Regions from separate parts of the Gossypium raimondii genome. Here region 1 is linked to region 2. The links are chromatin contacts, called in public Hi-C maps. All regions are on one chromosome and are shown on one strand. Each heading gives the region's core, a stretch centred on a gene start, on an enhancer-like site or on the middle of the called end of the contact. The rest is flanking DNA. Distances are from core to core; before and after follow the strand shown. Region 1 holds the start of LOC105777602 (pentatricopeptide repeat-containing protein At4g39620, chloroplastic). Region 2 holds the start of LOC105776799 (ATP-dependent RNA helicase DEAH11, chloroplastic).

Evidence for each region. A called contact is a pair of places that touch in the nucleus more often than the background predicts.
Region 1: a Hi-C map of leaf shows a contact between it and region 2, with 2.0 times the contacts expected there. The contact joins the promoter of LOC105777602 here to the promoter of LOC105776799 in region 2. A contact is called at or near these places in 2 of 2 Hi-C or Micro-C datasets (both in leaf).

The regions. Positions count from the first base shown.
Region 1 is chr10:13,644,901-13,650,920 of ASM2569854v1, reverse strand. LOC105777602 (pentatricopeptide repeat-containing protein At4g39620, chloroplastic) reads right to left here and starts at 3,325. Exons shown (of 3, transcript XM_052622709.1): 1 at 2,932-3,325; 2 at 1,304-2,537; 3 at 439-838. The coding sequence starts at 3,279. The coding sequence ends at 1,410. LOC105776800 (E3 ubiquitin-protein ligase RKP) reads right to left here. Exons shown (of 11, transcript XM_012599712.2): 9 at 5,728-5,927; 10 at 4,926-5,130; 11 at 4,103-4,766. The coding sequence ends at 4,461. It overlaps TRNAW-CCA (transfer RNA tryptophan (anticodon CCA)), which reads right to left and starts at 3,505; the gene lies at 3,434-3,505.
Region 2 is chr10:13,231,410-13,237,442 of ASM2569854v1, reverse strand. It overlaps LOC105776799 (ATP-dependent RNA helicase DEAH11, chloroplastic), which reads left to right and starts at 2,527. Exons shown (of 3, transcript XM_012599710.2): 1 at 2,527-3,612; 2 at 5,011-6,033. The coding sequence starts at 2,686.

The sequences.
Region 1 (6,020 bases), core at 2,076-4,575, 410 kb before region 2:
TTTAATCCTTGAAACAATAGAACTTTTACTTTGATATAACAAAAATATGAAGTTTGGTATAATGAAAATATAACTTTTAATTTAGTTAAATTGTTTTTGTAGATAAAAAAATTCATGTTGAATATATTTGAAGTAGTCTTTGAATTATATAATTTTTAATTTTAATTTACTTAAGCAAATAGATAATTTGTAATTGTTTTGGAATAAAATAGATTATATTAAAAGACCATATTGATTATTTGCAATTAGATTCATTTAAACATCTTCATAATCTGTCTTCATTATAAGTAAATCAGTATCTGATCTCTTTTGCTAATATTCAACAAAATCTGTTATTTGCTCATCTATAAACTTGAATTGAATACTCATATAATAGTGTTATCCATTACAAATTCAAACACATAATAATAATATTAGCATTTCATGCAAATAATAAAAGAAATTAAAATTTGAAGCATTTATGTGAATTTGGATATTACAAAAAACATTGCCATCCTCTTACCATTGAATAACATGAGTTTAGTATTATCCAACATATAGGCTTCCTTAAGGAAAACGAAATATATTCAACACAAATATACTCGATTTCTTTCATACATTTGAACAATCATACACTCATAACCATAGTCCAAATATATGTTAGATACTGATATCGGATGCAACCATCCTTTACGCAAAATGAAGAGTCAAAACAATATTGCTGTAAGTACCTGCTTACGATTCGAGGAAGATACCCAACTGTCTGAACTCTTTGTAACTACAACTGAGTATGGATAAAGCCTGCAATACGACCAACGTTCTGCATTCATTGTCTTATTGCATTGCCTTTGAAAGCGGACTGCATTCAGATTAAACCAGAGGGAAGAATCGGTTCATTGCCCTGAAATATGAAACAAATTAATCTGGCTCATTTCAATTAAAGATGTCTGAAAAACTACTACTCTCAGTTCATTTCAACACAACACATCGCATTTATCAAAAAACACAATTAGAGAATAGCAAACTGAACAGCAGGAAACTAGATGTCAATGTCATAAAAGAACAATGAACCAAATACTACAAGCACAGAAAGTTGTCACTGGATCCTATACTGAAAGTATGCTTACTATCTAGTCCACTAACAATGATGCAACAAGATGCAGATCGAACACATGACATGGTTAAATCTGTGATCTTTGTCAACAATTTAGAAAACAATATTATATTTTTAAATGGAAAATCAAGCACACAAAGTGATTCTCATTAATAGGGTATAAGCTTTGCTATGCAAACAGAAAATAAGAGAACAAACGGAGACATATACCGGCAGCATTTTGTGGGGGAAAACAGTCAATATAGCTGAAATTGAAAACCATCCATTGCTCTGATGCAGGCTTAGTTGGAAGGAGACCCAAATAACAAAGAACCAGTCAATTAATTACTTTAACCTCAGTTTTTGCATTAGTCTCAGGCCTGCCACTCCTTGTGGCTTGAACGGAACCTGGACTAGCCGGTAGAGATCCAAAGGCTTCAAGAGCCTCTAGGAAGAATCTCTTATTAGGGACTATACCATCTTTTTCCATTTCTTTCACCAACTTCTGTACAAGGTCTTTCATGTCAGCTTTCGTGTAGGCCTTATATAGAAGTTTATATGTCGATGAATCGGGAATCGCCCCAATGTTATTTGCCTTATCAAATAGCCTATCGGCTTCCATAGGTAGACCATTTCTGCAGTAAACTTCAAGCATGACATTTAGGGTCGAAACTTTCATTTCCTTCCCAGAGTCAACAATCTCATCAAATATTTCCCTCGCCCGAGAAACACAATCACAAAATCCATACATCATTATAAGACTTTCGTAGGTGATAAAGCTTGGTGTGTATTTCATATCAGTCATCCTTTTGAAAATATTTTCAGCTCTCTCTTTAAGCCGCGCCTTGCCATAATTTATGATCATCGAATTAAATGTAGGAAGGGTAGGTTTCTCCTTGGAGCGCAACAAGCTCTTAAACACTTGTTCCATCTTATCAAATTCTTGCTTCTTGCCATAAGAATCAATAAGCACATTAAATGTAATAATATCAGGCTTACACTGATTGCTTTTCATCCGAGAAAGAACAGACTCCATCTCTCTGATCATCCCGTTTTTCCCATATGCATCCATCACACCATTAAACGTATATATATCAGGGGCAATACTGCTCTCAGCAAGATCCTTAAACAAAGCATTAACTTGATCCACATTTCGAGCTTGAGCAAAGGCCCTCAAAAGAATATTGTAAGTGACAACATTGGGTTTACACCGTTCAATTCCCTTCATCTTGTTGAAGTAACCCAAAGCTTTGTCCAAAGCTTTGGCTTTATCACGGGAATGGAGATGGGCGGTGATAAGAGCATTATAAACCGAAGAATCAGGCCGACAACCACTGTTACGCATCTCAGAGAAGAGCCACATAGCCATTCTAGTTCGGCCTTTCTTTCCCATAACCGTAATCAATTTCGAGTAAACCCCATTATCGGCAATATACCACCTTTGTTTCTGCATCCATCTGAAAACCTGAAAGGTACAGTACGTAAGTAGTCAAACAGATTTACTTCATCCAAGTTTCCAGCTACCAACAGCAATACAGGACACTTTAAGAAGCTTAAATTCTCTAACACAAAGATTTGCTCTCAACTCATATGTTCATTAAGTTCCACTTGATTGCTGCTTTTACCTGTTTACTAGTACTAACAGATCATTATGCCCGAACCCATTCTGTAATTATAACAGCTATGAATATAACGAGATAAGTTTAGTTTCCTTTACTTATTTTTTTATCTTTTCCAAAAAAAATCTTCGAAGAACACCCGTATTAAGAACAAACTGAAAATGCAAAATTCCAAATACCCTAAACCTTAAAAATGAACCAAAAAGGGGGAAACAAAAATCGAGAAAGGGAGAAAGGAACCTCAAGGCATTGAAGCCATTTATCAGTTTTGCCGAGTTCTTCAAACAGGAGAAAACAGTGTTCGCATCTCACAACTCTCACATACCTGCTCAATGTCTTAACCAACGGCTCTTTGTCGCCGAAACTTCTCATTAAGACCCGAACTAGTTCCTTGGCTTCGGCGTCCTCAGGTTTTGAAGAACCCGTTTTCCTCCTGGGTCGGGTGGTACAGGATATTCGTGTGATGGGTCGGGATGGAAGATTACATGGTTGGGTGAGGGAGGATATGTTAGTTGGTGAAGAATTACGTTTAAAAGGAGAAGGGAATGTGGAGAGTTGCAGAGAGTAAGGTGATAAAATTAGGGGCATTTTATTTTTAGCTTTCGGTGTTTGGAGCTGCTGATAGGGGGGGCTTCTCGGGGGTTGTTTTATAAATATGGAGAGTTTCGGGAAGAAAGTAAATGACGAAACTACCCATGCAAAAAACTAAGGGAAAAATATAGATCCGGAAGGATCGGGATTTTGAACCCGACGTGAATCGAACACGCAACCTTCTGATCTGGAGTCAGACGCGCTACCATTGCGCCACGGATCCCAGGTGCTAGGTTTTTATATAAATTTATATCTATTCAAATAGTAATGGTTCTTGAGACACCAATTGTAAGACTCCATTTGAACTGATAAGTTATTAAAAACCACGATAATGTGTAATTTGGATAACAATGAGCTTTTGGTAATTGAGCTGATACCCTATCGACCTCCCTAAATATCTGTATTCCGTTCAAATTCGGTACAAAATCCAAATTTAATCCATTTTGGAGTTTGATTTAAGCTCAACGAAGATATTTGATTTGAGATAATACTAATAATAATATTATTGAAGCGTGCACAAAAAGGATTCAATTGTCTTATTTAATTAGAATTTGTTCACTCTTAGTTGAGCAGTAGAACATCATTATCAAATTTAAACTAAAATCAATTAGACGTAATAAAGAAAATGATAAGTGAAGCGAATGGGCCAAATCTTATTTGAGTTGATTCCAAGGGTAAAAGATTCCACCTTTCGAACCAAGGAAATAATAGCCAATACATAGATGGGTTTTTCTTTTCTTTTTTCTTTTTAAGAAATAAATATGAAAAGTTGGCTACTATTTGTTATTTTAGTAGTCTTATGCTACTTGGGATTGTTGAATAATAATCAGCCAAAAAAGCACTCGTTTCTTTATCTTATTTTCCTTGCCATTTACATCTCATATTTACAACTACTGCCCCTCAAACTACAAAATGCGTAGTGTACCCAGAATTTTATTTTCCCAGGTACAACTGAAACTGCAGCCTGAGGATTAAACAAAGGGCTTGCTGACGCTCATTTTCCAACCCCCCGACTTCTAGCTACATGCCACTTCTTTAAGGGTATATATATAAGAATATAAATCCTTAATAACAAAAGCATAAGCAATAAAATGAACAAACAAACCAAAAAACCTACTTTTTTTTCAACTTTCTCTGGCTTTCTTCCCCATTTTCCTCAAACAATATAAGATTCTTAGTTATCTTTCAACTGTGTTTTCTATGGTTCTGACTACTTCCAAGACAGTGGCATTGCAAAAGAAACATCTTTGACAATTTAAAAGATGTCTAGTTATGCAAACATAGCAAGACCTGTGGGAACACGGTATGAACTGTGCATCGGCTTCCGAAGCGTAACAGATGCAGCACATGCCATCGTCGGCATTGTTTTCTCCACATTCAAGCCCCTCGATCTTCTTTGAATCAGTATGGCTGATAAGGAGGGCCAAGAAATTCTCTAGCCGGCAAAGCTTAGGCACATATGCTTCTCCCCTAAATGATGTAGCCTGGAAATCAAAGGTGTATGAGAGTTAAAAGACTGTAAGAATCATAACCTTGAAATGAAAAGAAAAAATGTCCCTGGCTCGCAAACATCCGATCAAAATGCCATGGAGCAAAATGAAACATGGTGGATTCTTGGATATATAAGGGATAACAGTACTAACCCAATTATACTCTAACATGTACTGCAAGCCATAATGCATAGTTTCAGGGCAATCCATGTTTGCAAAAACACCCACGATATCATTGTGTTCCTTGAACTTGGAATCTGTGCTAGCATCCAACAAATTCACAATGATCCCTACTAGAGGAGCTAATATCATGCCTCGGTTTACTTTCTCCAAAGATTGACCATGCCGTCTAAGTGACCTGTTCATAAAAAGACAAAAACAAGTATTTTATGTTACCATTTTTTCATATGTTAATTAACAAGTCATACAGTTATATTTAGTTCCACTAATAACTAGGCCAATGCAACTGGTCCGTTCATCAAAAAAGTAGAATGTGTCCACTGATATATACAAGATATATCAACCAGAATTCGAAATTTTCAATGAAAGAAAAATAAGATGCTGACTTAAACATAAAGCTATGTTGCTCCAATTATTTTTCTTGAAGAACATGTATCTGAAACCTATATTAACTTTTTCTAAAAATGGGTATGAGAAAATAATCCTTGAAAGACACAAATACATGGGGAAAAAAACTAAGAAAAATTGAAGATATCAGAAATCTAGTTCCCAAGTCTGAGTAGTATTTAGTATAAAAAGAACTAGGAATAAAAACAAAAATTCTAGTTCATCAAATATCTTGCATGCAACTTTATAAAAGAAACTCAAGTAACATTTGCCTCTCATTACACAACATATTATAGTATTAATGTGGAACATAATCAGGATATTACACATTATAATTTATAAAGAAAAAGACAGTCGTATAAATTAACTCAGTCGGGTGACAACTTACAAGTCAAAAAACTCGACATCTGATGCTGAAGTTATATAGTTCAGAATGAAGACAATCAACTCGGTCAGTCTTCGAAGGTTTGTATCAGGCCCTGAGAGGAATGCTTGAGGAATCTCATGGGTACAAAACTCCAACAACCTTGCAAGATTACACGAGAGATCGAATATGACACAGCATTTCCTCTGTTGAAACTCCAATACCTGAAAAAGCAGGTCTCCAACATCAGATATCCCAAGGAAGATGGGCTCAAATCGAAAGATAAAGCTGGGGTTATCCTCAAGTATGGCATTTAC
Region 2 (6,033 bases), core at 1,278-3,777:
CGAGCAAGTGTCGGTAGTCAAAGAGTATGCTGATGTTTTTCCTGAAGAACTACTCGGGTTGCCACCAATTCGAGAAGTAGAATTTGTGACCAAACTTGTGCCTGAAACAGTTCCAATTTTGATAACACCGTACAGGATGATCCTATAGAATTGAAAGAGTTAAAAGCATAGTTACAAGTGTTGTTAGATAGTGATTTATTCGATCGAGTGTGTTACATTAGAGTGCTCAAGTTTTGTTCATGAAGAAGAAAGATGGGTCAATGAGACTATGTATAGATTATTGACAACTGAATAGAGCCACCATCAAGAATAAATACCCGTTATCTCGTATTGATGATTTGTTCGATCAGTTAAAATGAGCTACATTGTTTTCAAAGATCAACTTGAGATCTGGATATTATCAGCTTTGAGTTAAAGAGCAAGATGTACTGAAAACTGTATTCAGAACTAGATATGGTCACTACGAATTTCTGATGATGCCATTTGGTTTGACCAATGCTCCTACGGCATTCATGGATTTGACGAATCAAGTATTTTAGCCATATTTAGTTCTGTTTGTTATGGTATTCATTGATGATATCCTGATTTATTCACTGGACGAGTCAGATCATGTCGAATATTTAAGAGTTGTAATGTAAACTTTGCGTGAAAAATAAACATATGTGAGATTTAGTAAATGTGAATTTTAGCTACGAGAAGTAGATTTTCTAGGATATGTTATATCTGCGAATGGAATCAGGGTTGACCTAAATAAAGTATCTATGATTGTTGAATGGAAAATTCTGAAGAACGTTTCTAAAGTCTGAAGTTTCTTAGGATTAGCCGGATACTATCGGTGATTCGTTAAAAACTTCTCGATTATTGCTTCACCTATGACTAGGATATTACAGAAAAACATTGAATTTGTTTGGTCTGATAAGTGTCAACAAAGTTTTGATCAGTTGAAGAACATGTTAACAGAAGCTCCAATATTAACTCAGCCTGAATCTGGAACGACATATGTTGTTTTCAGTGTTGCGTCTCTCAATGGTTTAGGTTGCGTGTTAATGCAATCAGGGAAAGTGGTAGCTTATGCTTCTCGACAATTAAAGCCGCATGAAAAGAATTATCTTACTCACGATCTTTAGCTGGCCACTATTACCTTCGCTTTGAAGATATAGAGGCATTATTTATACGGCGAGAAATGTCACGTGTATATTGATCACAAAATCTTAAAATATTTAATGACTCAGAAAAAACTGAATCTGAGATAGCAACGTTGGTTAGAGCTATTGAAAGATTATGATTTTGTTATTGATTACCATCCGAGAAAGGCTAATGTGGTTGCGGATGCACTCAGCAGAAAGTTATCATTGTTTGCACTTCGAGTGTTGAATGCTCATTTGGCTTTGAATGCTGATGGTTCTGTATTGGCGAAATTGAAGACTAAACCCTTGTTTCTACAATGAATTCGGGAATTGCAAGATGACGATCCGAAGTTGATAATGAAACGAAACTTGTTTGGATAATTTGACTACTAAATAGAGTATTGGTGATGATGGTACATTGCATTTTCGCGATAGAATTTGTGTTACGGATAATTTAAATTTGAAACGTGATATACTATTAGAGGTTCACAATAGTACATATTCCATTCATCTAGGTAGCACGAAGATGTATTGTGATTTGAAGTAGTTATACTGCTGATTGGGTATGAAACGTGAGATTTGTGAGTTCGTAGCCAAATGTATGATTTGTCAACAGGTAAAAGCAGAACATCAGGTGTCGTCTAGATTGTTATAGCCTGTTATGATTACTGAATGGAAGTGAGAGCGAGTCACGATGGATTTTGTACCTAGTTTGCTTGTAACTCCGAAAAAGAAATATTTGATCTGGGTGATTATTGATAGATTAAATAAGTCGGCCAATTTTATTCCAATCAGAATAGATTACTTACTTGGGAGGTTAGCGGAATTATATGTGCCAGAGATTGTGAGGTTGCACGAAGTTCCGACATCTATTATTTCTGATCGTGATCCACGGTTTACATCGAAATTTTGGAGTAAACTTCATGAGGCTTTGGGCATTAAACTCCATTTCAGTACTAAACATCATTCTATTGGTCCGAGCTAATACTATGTTAAATTGACAAGAAAGAAAGAGAAAAAAAAGAGGAGCGTAACTGCTGTTGTTAGAGGAGAAAAAAAAAAGAAGGAAAGAAAAAGAAAAAAAATCATAATATAATTTTCATCATTTACAATCAAACTTAGAGAATATATATATATGAAATTATACAAGAAAAATAATGTCTTAATTTCCTAAATTTCAAACTTATTATAATTCTAAATAATATCTAAAATTTTATATAAATTTTAGTAATATATTTATTAGATATACATCGAAATTAACTCATAAAATAATACTTCCTTGACCAATACGACTTCTATATTTAACAGGAAACCTAACTCCCTCAAATTCCGTTTTCTAGAAATTGAAATTTCTTAAATATATATAGAGAGAGAAATTTAAAAAGAACACTGCTTTTTTTTATTTTCCTCGTCTTTTTTTTTTTGTCTTCTACTCGCTTGCTCGCTCACTCAGTGACTCACTTTCTTCTTCTCTGCTTCAACTTTCATAAAAACTGAAATAATAAAATAAAATAAAAACAGCTGAAATTTCTAGATTTTGTTTTGTTTTCTCTATGCCATGAAGAACTTCTCTTCATCCTCCAACCACCGTCACCCGCCGCCGCCGGGTGGCCATAAACCGTACCTCCAGCGCCAGCACCAACAATCTAGCTACCAAAACAAGTTCCGTCGTGTACCCAATTTTCAGGCTGTCAACAACCAATACTACCGCCGCCGTTTTCTGCCGCCAGCATCCACCACCGAAGGTTCCGTCAACTCCAACGCCCTTCACCGCCCAAACTTCATAATTCAACTCCTCCATGACTTCTCCTCCTCTCCTTCCAAACCGAACAACCTCCAAACTCTTATTTCCCAACTCGACCCATCCCCCCAAAACTCTCACATTTACACCACTGGTAAAATCGCCGCTTCCCTAATTTTCCAAGAATGGAGCAAAACCCTCTCTTCAGTTCTCCATTTATGGCGTTCCCGCCTTGATGGGTCCATCCATTACACTCCCAAGCTTATTTCCAACGTCATCGTGCCTTCTGACCTGGTGGAGCTCAATCAAAACCTTAAAACCCTTTTCTCGAGCCATATAACGGGATTGATGGAAGGGGAACTGGTTAGGAAGTGGCAGAAAAAAATCAATGAAAAATCCGATGAGATCGCTGACTTGTCTGGACAAATGGGTAAGAGGAAATATTCGCTGGGAAGGTTTTATGAGTTGGATGACAAGAAGAAAGCTTTAAAGGCGGAAAGGTCTACGATTTCGAAGCGGTTGAAGGAGTTTAAGGGAGGGATGAGGAGCTTGTTGAGGTGCTTGGAAACTGGGGAAATTGGGAATGAGGAAGGGGATGAAGGTGTGGAGGTTTATAGGGTTGAAGGAGAGCTTGATTGGAAGCTAATCCATCAGCTGATTTTGAGGGAATGTAGAAGGTTGGAAGATGGTTTGCCTATTTATGCTCATAGGCAAGAAATTCTTACTAGAATACATGGTCAACAGGTAATCATTTATTTCTCCTCCATTTTTCTGTTTTGGTAGATAGATTTGGATTATCATCATATATATTGTAAAATCTTAGTGATGCAATTTAAGAATGTGAAAGTTGGTTTGGAGATTAAAAATTCCATCATCATATATGCACAAGATGTGTTCTTTTAAAGGATTATCACCTTATAATTTGACAGTGTAATTAGAGTTCAAAGACTTGAAAAAGCATGTGAAACTCAAAAACGATTATTTTCTTAACATTGTCTGTATATTATAATTGTGTTCATTTATGTTATGTGTTAACTAATTGAAAATACAGAAGGTTATACCTAAAGATGTTAACTTATGATTCAGTGTTGACTTCCATATTTATAGTTAGATGAACATGTAACACTATAAATTCTCTTCTGGACTTTTAAGATTTTTGCTACCGTATTGGATAATATCCCTGTGTTTAGTGAAATTAGTGAGGAATTCAATACTAATTAGATGACACATAGGATAGTCTATAGACAATTGCATGAGCAGGCAGTTCAATTTCTGGGATTAGGATTTGAGATGGTATTTAGAGCTAGGAAGTGGATACAAAATATTGAGATATCATAAAGGTTGAAAACGCTGGGTAAGAGCCACTAATGAGCCAGTAGGAATCGGCAGCTAAATTGGCAGTGAGGCTTAACAAATTCATGGTGTCATCAATCTCTCACGTGCGCGCACACACAAAAAGAGTCATTTAACTTCCCATGCGGTAGTAGATAATAACTGCAAGATTTTTAGGATATTCTCTTTTCTCATTTGTATTCATTTTTTCCCCTATCTTGGTGCTTAATTCTATTTATAATGTAGTTTGAGTGCAACAAAGTGTAAAACCTTTGTAAGTAAGTTTATATTCTTGCCATGTGAAATTCAACGTAGGGTTATTTTCTTTACATTGACTGTATATTTTGACCATTTTCTGGACCTTTTAGATTTCTGCTACTGTTTGGGTTCTAAACTTGTGTTTGGTGAAATTATTGAGGAACTCAATACTAATTACATGACACATAGGGTAGTTTCCAGAGAATTGCATGAGTTTCGGTTCAATTGCTGGAATTAGGATTTCGGATGGTATTTGGAGATGGAAAATGGATGCAAAATATTTAAATACCAAGAAGGTTGAAAACTTATCATAGGATGAAATAAGCAAGTAGGAAGCAGCCGCTAAAATTGCAGCGACGCCTAAAAAATCCTAGGTGTTATAAAAAAAGATTCATTTATCTCCCCATGCAATAGTAGATAATAACTGCCAGATTTTTAGGATATTCTCTTTAGATTTCTATTTATTTTGTTCCTATGTTTTTTTGGTGTTTATATCTTATTATAATGTAGATATTTTCCTTTGATTTTCTCTTACAACTATTCAATGCCCAGGTAACGGTGTTGATTGGAGAGACTGGTTCAGGAAAGAGCACCCAGCTGGTTCAGTTTCTTTCTGATTCAGGAATCGCTGCAAATGAGTCAATTGTATGTACTCAGCCACGAAAGATTGCTGCCATCTCATTAGCAAAAAGAGTTAGAGAAGAAAGCATCGGGTGCTACAGTGATAACTCAGTCATTTGTTATTCAACATTTTCATCCTCTCAGCAGTTTCATTCAAAGGTGATATATATGACTGACCACTGTTTACTGCAGCATTATATGAAGGATAAGAATTTGTCCGGCATTTCTTGCATCATCGTTGATGAGGCCCATGAAAGAAGTCTGAACACTGATCTTCTTTTGGCATTGGTTAAAGATTTACTTGGCCGAAGATTTGATTTAAGGCTTGTAATAATGTCTGCAACAGCTAATGCCAATCAACTGTCAGACTACTTTTTTGGGTGTGGAATCTTTCATTTGGAGGGTAGAAACTTTCCTGTTGATATTAAGTATGTTCCTTGTGCAACTGAGGGAACTTCTGGTTCTGGTATGGTTGCGACATATGTTTCTTATGTCTTGAGGATGGCTGCTGAGGTTCACAAAACAGAGAAAGAAGGGAATATTCTCGCCTTTTTGACTTCCCAGATGGAAGTAGAATGGGCTTGCGATCATTTTGAAGCTCCAAATGCCATTGTTTTACCATTGCATGGAAAGCTATCCTTTGAAGAGCAATGTCATGTTTTCCAGAACTACCCTGGGAAGAGAAAAATTATTTTTGCAACAAATATTGCAGAGACTTCACTTACAATTCCTGGGGTCAAGTATGTAATTGATTCTGGTATGGTCAAGGAGAGTAAATTTGAACCTGGAACTGGGATGAATGTTCTAAAAGTGTGCTGGATCAGCCAGAGTTCTGCTAATCAACGGGCTGGTCGTGCTGGGAGGACCGAACCAGGAAGATGCTACAGACTATACACAGAAAGTGATTTTGAGTTGATGACTTCTAATCAGGAGCCTGAGATTTGTAGAGTTCAT